Regions from separate parts of the Mus musculus genome. Here region 1 is linked to region 2. A link is a contact called in public Micro-C data. All regions are on one chromosome and are shown on one strand. The core of a region is the stretch at or near the end of the contact, and the rest is flanking DNA. Distances in the headings are between cores, read along the strand shown. Region 1 overlaps Ryr1 (ryanodine receptor 1, skeletal muscle). Region 2 overlaps Actn4 (actinin alpha 4).

Region 1 (3,952 bases), core at 1,368-3,867, 120 kb after region 2:
ATTATTATTTTAAATCAAAGGCTTTGTTTTAAGTTGCTAAATTTGGTGGCTATTTGTTATGCAGCAAAACTGATATATTTAATCACTACCCATGTACTATATTGGTTTATTTAATAAATATTTTGTTTTGTTTTTCGAGATAGGGTTTCTCTGTGTAGCCCTGGCTGTCCTGGAACTCACTCTGTAGACCAGGCTGGCCTTGAATTTAGAAACCTGCCTGCCTCTGCCTACCAGGTTCTGGGATCAAAGGCGTGCGCCACCACTGCCGGCTTATTTAATAAATCTTAAGTTCACAGATAAAAGTCTTCAGGCAACTCATCTTATTACAACGTCTGTGTGGAATCAATAAATTAGCATTCATATAGTCAGAAGATGTCTGTTGACTCTTGCATGGCAACCTCTTCATCACCGTTGTCCCTAGCATAATGTCAGATGGGGCTCAGTGGTAGCCCCATTCTTGGGTTTGCCTGCACCCCACCCCGGTCCCTACCCCGCCTCCAGTGCTCACCTTCCAGGAGGGACAGCAGCATCACCACCATGTCCTTCTGTAGGTCCAGCAGCTCCTTCAGCAGCTCTATCTGGCTGGAGTCCTGTAGGGCATACAGAGATGTGAGAGGCTGCCCCCTGCAGCATGCCTTCCATTGGTTTCCGGCTCCCTCACCTATCCAGTGGGGCCTAAGTCCTCTTCCTCCTTTCTCTTACCTCTGAGGGAACCCGCGTCCAAACATGTTCCTCGGAAAGCAGAGGAAGGGCAGAGAGACAAGATTGTGGGGTGGGGTTGGCACCCAGGGGCAAATGTGTGTGGGGTATGAGGCTGGCAGATCAGGAAGCCGTGAGTCTTGGAGAGCAGACATTCAGGACGGAGCAAGACAGACAGACAGACAGACAGGGACAGATACTGTGGACAGAGACTCAAATCTTAGGAGGATAACATTCCAGCCTGGTGCCTGGTCTATGGGGCGGTTGGCCATGCCAGAGCTAACTGTGATGGGTGGGTGGGACCGTGAGGAGGTGCAAGAGGAAAGGCTGCAGGTGAGGTGGACAGCTGTGCAAGTTCTGGTATGCCATTTGGGGGAGCCTAAGAACATAGTACATGCCTGACCGCAGTGTCCAATGTGGGAGCTCACAGAAACCTCTGTCAAAGTCCCCCGTGGTGGCATCTGTACTATACTGAGTCACATGCACATGCCATTCATGACTTACACATGAGCTGTGCTACCTGGTTGCACTGTGAGCCGCTCATTCTGACCCTAATGCAACCCATGGTTTCAAAGTTTGGTATTCTGACCCAAGGCCTCAACAAACTAGGAAGCAAGTATCTCTAGGTTAAGTGGGCCTGGGCTCTGTGCCTTCCCACGAGCCTGTCTTAGATGTCACAGTTGAGGGGGTGAGTTATAATTCTTTCAGAGCTCATGGGGCTAACTCATGGCTCTAGGAATGAATACATCAGTGGGTCTGGCCAACCTTTCTTCCCTAGGGCTGAGACCACTGGCAAGCACATGACCCAAGATAGCAGTTAGAGAATCTTGGATCTTTTATTTAAAACTTTTAGGAAAGACCTGTTTCACACAGCCTGGAGCTGCTAGTGTGGTGAAGAGAAGCCTAGCACCATTTTTTCTCAGGCCCTAACTAAATGATTCTAGGCAGGTGTTCTACGACTGAGTCACACTTCCAGCTCCTTGTATTGAATATCCCTTATCACGTGTGTCTGGAGTACGGCTGATGAATTATCATAATACTTGAAAGTGTGTTTCCACCAATATTTAAAGTTTACAGCAACATCACACGGCCAACTGTACTGAGAAACTGAAAAATTTCAGTTCAATTCCTTTCATAGTCAGATGGCACTCTGGACAAATTAGGAGGTCTCTGCTTTCTTAAGACACTGCTTTGTGGGAAATTATATGGAATACTTGTCTGCCACCTGCCGGACAGTTATTGTACTGCACCAATATATTTGCAATGGTTAGGTTGTGTCTAGCGCCACGTGGTTGCCCGCGGAGCACAAACTCGCATAACTGTACATGGAAGCTTTGACTAAGGCGACCAAGCAGAAGCACAAAATGGATGAGGTGTGCGCGAGGCATTCACGAAGCTGTAGAGGAGCAAGGCAAGTATTCTGGGAGCAGGATCCTTACATCATGGGTACTTGGCACGGGAGTCTTCTGCCGCAGGCAGGGTAAAAGAAGGAACGCTTCAGCCCCAGGTCCTAACCTAGCAACATAGTCCCATCCTATTCCCCAGAGCTGGAAGAATCTGGGATGACCTCATTAGAAGGAAAATGGTATGAACCTGTCCTAGAAGAGTTCTGGACGGGAGGGATGGGCTCCAAAGTCAAACCGGTGGAAGTATAGGTGGGAAATGAGCAGTTTAGTGGGAAAGAGGAAAAAGCATGCAGACGACCAATTCAGAAGGGGTTTGGGCCATAGGGAGCGAACCTGTCTGGAGCATGCGCAGAGCACTAGGGGACCGACCAGTGGGACAGGGGCCGATCAGGGGATTCTAGGGGATGGCTGGAGGGAAAGAGCTGTTCTCAGACGAACTCAAACCTGAGCCAGCTTCATCATCATGTGCGCGAACACGTGCAGGAAGCCCACCACGGCATCCCAGAGGCGACTGTGCGCCAGACTCTGCTGGTTTCCGGTGCAGGGTCCCTGGGGAACAAAGGGTGGCCTGAAGCCTCAGCAGGAGCGCTGGATGCCGGCAGCTCCGCCTCCGCAGGTCCCCGAGTGCGGACCCTACCTGGATGTACTCGGTGAGGCTGTTGAACACTTGTTTAGCTACCGACATGGCTTTGGAGAAGTTTCTCTTTCCCTGTTCCTCGATGACATCCTTGCCCGAGTAATACCAGTAGAAGTCACTGATGGATTCCTGTGGGTCCGGGAGGGCATGAAGGATGCTGGAGCCATGCGAGGTCCCTCGGGCCCCTGGCTCAGGTCCCATGGGGCTGGGCCACCCTTCCTCACCTGCAGCCGCAGGAGGTAGTCCACTGTGCAGATAATGATATTGATGGTGGTCGTGTTCCCAGTCTGTGTCCGTAGGTAGTTTTGGAAATCTGAGGAAATGAAACATGTATTCATTCAGTGAGCGCCTGTGTCTGGGGAGACAATGGTGTCTGCTCATTTAGGGTTAGGATCAGGGTTCATATTTCATGCCTACTGTGTGCCGGAAGTCATGAAATTACCTTTGGAAGTATGAAGTATGTGTGCCACACAGGGATGGAGGGTCACTTAGATATTTGACATTTATCTAAAGACACTGCGGAGGTTCTCCGTGCAGCAAATGCAGTGGGGATTCAGCCCCCCACTTCTCTTTCCTATTCTCTCTCTCTCTCTCTCTCTCTCTCTCTCTCTCTCTCTCTCTCTCCTCTCTCTCTTTCTTTGTAAATTTTAAAAGATTACTTTATGGGCCTGGAGAGATGACTCAGTGGTTAAGAGCATTGGCTGCTCCTGCACAGGTCCTGGGTTCAATTTCCAGCACCCATATAGTGGCTCACAACCATCTGTAACTCCAGTCCCCGGTGATCTGACGCCCTCTTCTGGTCTCCTCGAGAACTGCATGCACACAGGGCCCATACATACTCGATACCCATACACACGAAAAAAAATTTTTTTTTCATTTATTTAGGTATGGGTATGATAGTCCCTGTCATTAATTTCAGCACTAGGAAGACAGTCAGGTAGATCTTTGTGAGTCTGAAGCTAGCCTAGTGTATTGGGCAAGTTCCAGGCCATTCAAGGCTACAGTGAATCCTGTAAATTTTTTCATTTGTTTATTCCTGAGGTGAAGCAGGGGAGGGCTAATACATGCTGGATGCTAATAAGGCTAGAAGTCAGCTCTCTCCATCCACCAAGTGCGTCCTGAGAAGGAGTTCAGGTCACGAGACCTGGCATCAAGTCCTTTATCCACTGAGCTGTTTAACCAGCTTCTCTTTCTGTTTCTCTGAGACAGT
Region 2 (3,473 bases), core at 759-3,258:
CTGACTGAATTTTGGGTTTTGGTTTTTAAACAAACACCAGCTACCTCTACTGTGGCATGCAAGGCTTGGCACCCCTCCATAGAGGTCCCAGGCTGGGGCAGGGCCTTGGAACTCAGAGGCACACATTCTGGCCTATCGTCCTGCCAAATTCTCAGTCCTGTCATTAACACAAATTAGTTTTCTTTGTTTTTCTAAAAGCTGGGACAACATGGATGTCAGGGCAAGAAACTCTGCTTTGACTAATGAGCAGAGAGGCTGTTGGCATGAGCTCCATGAGCCTCTCCTCATCCAAAGGCGCCTGGGAACTCAACCCCAGGGCCTCAGAAGCTGCTGCCCCAGGAGGGGTTGGCCGAGACAGAGGACTCCTGGGTGTCCAGAGCCATGTACTCAGCCTGCACAGCTGAAGCAAAGCCTAGGGCTGACCTTTGACCTTGTGCTTCCTGCTCCAATGTCCTGCTCTGGCTACTAACTCCCCTTTCCTCCTTGTATTTCCTTCTACCCATATGGACCAGGCAGAGGTGCTCTTGACAGACATAAACAAGGTCATGTGTACAGGGGCCAATTCAGAGTTCCTCCTCACTCTAGCTTTGCTTAAGGGTGTAGAGGTCATAGAGCCGCCATGCTATCAAGTAAGTGTAGGAGCCACTGTTAGTCACCACCAGCAACGCTTCCTATATTCATTCAGCTCACAGAAGTCCTATTTAGGAGCCTAGCAGCCAGCCCTCCCTCCCATCCCCCGCTTACCTTCTGCCCCGATGGACACCAGCTTGACTCCCTTGCTGGCGATGAAGTCCAGGGCTTTGTTTACATTGTTGATCTTGTGCACTCGCATCTTCCCCCGCTCTGGCTTAGGCAAACGCTCCCCTGAGAAGACAGGTGGTGAGGGGGATCTTCACAGTCACTCAAACCACTCCCAGCCCTACCACACAGGCTGAAACTGTCAAGCTTCCCAGTGGCAAAGGGGCAGCACCAGTGCCTGCTAGAGCAGGGTATAGTATGGGTTGCACAGTGCTACCTGAGCCTTACCTGAAATGACCTCCAACAGAAGCATAAGTTTGAGCCCATCCCTGAAGTCCTCATCGATATTCTCGATCTGAGTGCCAGCCTTCCGAAGATGAGAGTTGCACCAGGCTGTGAAGGTCTAAGGAAGAGGAACAGAGAAGGGATAGAGGTAAGCCAGCATCAGGGCTTTACACCAAGCAGTACTGACCCTCTATATACATCATGCCTTAAGACAGGTTCTCACGTAGCCCCGGCTGGATTCAAGGATGGCCTCCTAGTCTTTTGGCCTCCACTTCTCCAAATGCTGAGATTATGTAAGCATGGGACCACATTCAGCTACATACAATTTTTTTCCTGATCTTAAAAGTGATCTAGGCAGGCTGTTAAAGAGGCATTCATTCCCAGGCAGACACCGGTCCAAGAGTTAACAGGCTTTCTTTACGTAGCCTCAGCTGTGACCTTCCTACTACTGGACACATATGACCTGGGGCAAGAAAACTAGTGGGTGAGCAAAGTATTCTACAAACCAAGCCTCCCTGGAGCTGAGGTAACCCAGCAGCTAAGCCCTCTGCTGTAAGCCCCAATTCTGACCCATAGTTTGCAGCCTCACAGGTCAAACACCTTGGCCTCCCTACATAGTGCATTCTTCCAAATGTTGGAAACTGGATGTGCCTTAGGGGTGGCTGAAAGGTAAGACGTATCTGGGAAGTTTCTGAAGCTCAGGTAGATGCTCTGGAAGAGAGCTACAAAGTAAGAAGCTGCCGTCCCAGAGCCCAGCATACTGCAAATGGTGGCAGAACACCCAAGTGCAGGGCCACTCAGTGCCTGCAAGCTGAAGCCTGTTATCTCTGCCACAGAAGCGGCTCAGATCAGTTAATACAAACAAGCCCAGACATCTTCTGGGGAAACTGGCCCTCTCCCTCCCACGGCAGGATCTGGGAAAACCCAAGCCTTTGCTCTCCTAGGAGCCCCCAGAACAGAAATGGGCAGCCCGCCAGGAACATGCAAGAGCACATTCCATGCCTGGGGTGTAAGCAAAGGCCACACGGGGTGCCAAGGGCTTCCATGGAGCCTCTGGCCAAGCATCATGTGTTTTGACAACTGCCGGCAGGCCTGCTCATTCAGAGACTCAGCAGAAGGCGCCTTCCAGACAAAGACACTGTCTAATAATACACCAACCTACAGCGAGGACTCAGCAAATGAGGGCAGCTGGAGTAGCCAGACCCAACCACTCACCCATGCTGCTATGCAAAGTGCTATGACTGGGAGACAGAGACCCCTCCTGGTTGCACTCTGGTGTTTCTCACCTACCCATGCCTCTGCCTACTTTGTAGCCTTGCAATGGAACCATCACTTACCCATCACTCAAAATGCAACCCATGTGGGTGTGGTGGTACATGCTTATAACTCCAGCACTCAGGAGGCAGACACAGGAGGATCATAGTTTGAGGCTAACCTGAGCTAACATACCAAGAATCTGTCTCATAACAACTAAAACTAAAACACGGTATAGCTCCTCCTAAAGACTGACCCACCACTCTGCACAGTCTGGTTCTGACCCAGTGTCAGCTACTGATCGCTGACAATGATCTCTTCTGTCACCCACATCTGTGTGCTCCTTCAGGGGAGGGACCCCAAAGCAGGCTCTCACTTACCTGTTTGCCAATCCCCTCCTCCTCCAGCCCCAATTCTCCTTCTTTCACCTGACAGGTCTGAATTCAGACAAACCAAGTCTAGACTTGGCTATAATTCTGAGACAAATTTTCTAACCTTTCCTAACATCCATTTTCTCTTACCTAACACAGCAATGAAGATGCCACTGGGGCTGTGAACATTATAAAGACCTGTGTGTGTGCTAAGGCAGTAGTGCTCAATGTCTCCTCTGCCCCTAACTTCAGGAATCCTGTCAACTGCTTCAAGTGGTTGGTTACTCTGAGCTCTGTCCACCCTAGACTGCAGGTACAGACCATGGCTCACATCATGCAGCAGTCTCCATCCATGTCTATTTTTTCTTTTCTTTTGGGGGTTGGGGGAGTAAGAGAGGCTAGCCTCCCTCTCACTATGTGGCTTTGAACTTTTTAATTTTGAAACCTAGAAGAGGGCATCGAATTCTCTGAAACTAGAATTTATACACAGCTGTGAACTGCCATGTGGGTGCTGGGGGTTGAACACAGGCCTTCTGGGGGTGCTCTTTACCACTAAGCCATCTCCACTGCGTTGGCTTTGAACTCTCAATCTTCTTGCCTCCCCCTCCCAAGCACTAGGATGACAAGTGTGAACTACCATGCCTTTTTTAATTGTTGTACGGATTCTAGCAGACACACACCCCACTCTCCTGCCATGTGTGATCCTTCTTGTTGTCCAAAATACAGTGGGCAGGTACTGTACTCAGAGATAAGCTGGGGCATGATTCAGTGGTGGTGTGCGTGCCTACTGCACAAAGCCCTTGGGTCTTATCCACAGCACTGCTA

Evidence for each region. Hi-C and Micro-C count contacts between places; a contact is called where the count stands out from the background.
Region 1: a contact with region 2 is called in a Micro-C map of palatal mesenchyme, with 4 times the contacts expected there. The contact joins two enhancer-like sites. A contact is called at or near these places in 2 of 15 datasets of contacts at CTCF or cohesin (CD8 T cells and the NIH/3T3 cell line), 50 of 484 Hi-C or Micro-C datasets (the 3T3-L1 cell line, B cells, the C10 cell line and 32 more), 8 of 115 datasets of contacts at active chromatin or transcription factors (bone marrow-derived dendritic cells, bone marrow-derived macrophages, double positive thymocytes and 5 more) and 4 of 9 other capture datasets (adipose tissue, embryonic stem cells, liver and 1 more).

What each region holds. Positions count from the first base shown.
Region 1 is chr7:29,037,839-29,041,790 of GRCm38.p6, forward strand. It overlaps Ryr1 (ryanodine receptor 1, skeletal muscle), which reads right to left. Exons shown (of 106, transcript NM_009109.2): 85 at 2,967-3,055; 86 at 2,743-2,871; 87 at 2,550-2,654; 88 at 509-590. Among named protein-coding and RNA genes, the nearest start is that of Gm38979, 10 kb to the left of the region's middle. Within about 2 kb of position 2,618, at least 117 of the 459 cell types and tissues checked have an H3K27ac peak or open chromatin away from gene starts, as enhancers often do. A contact at or near this core is called in cortical neurons, embryonic fibroblasts, granulosa cells and 3 more, where this site is marked.
Region 2 is chr7:28,917,928-28,921,400 of GRCm38.p6, forward strand. Actn4 (actinin alpha 4) reads right to left here. Exons shown (of 21, transcript NM_021895.3): 2 at 1,027-1,141; 3 at 745-864. Among named protein-coding and RNA genes, the nearest start is that of Gm38978, 7.8 kb to the right of the region's middle. Within about 2 kb of position 2,009, at least 134 of the 459 cell types and tissues checked have an H3K27ac peak or open chromatin away from gene starts, as enhancers often do. A contact at or near this core is called in cortical neurons, embryonic fibroblasts, granulosa cells and 3 more, where this site is marked.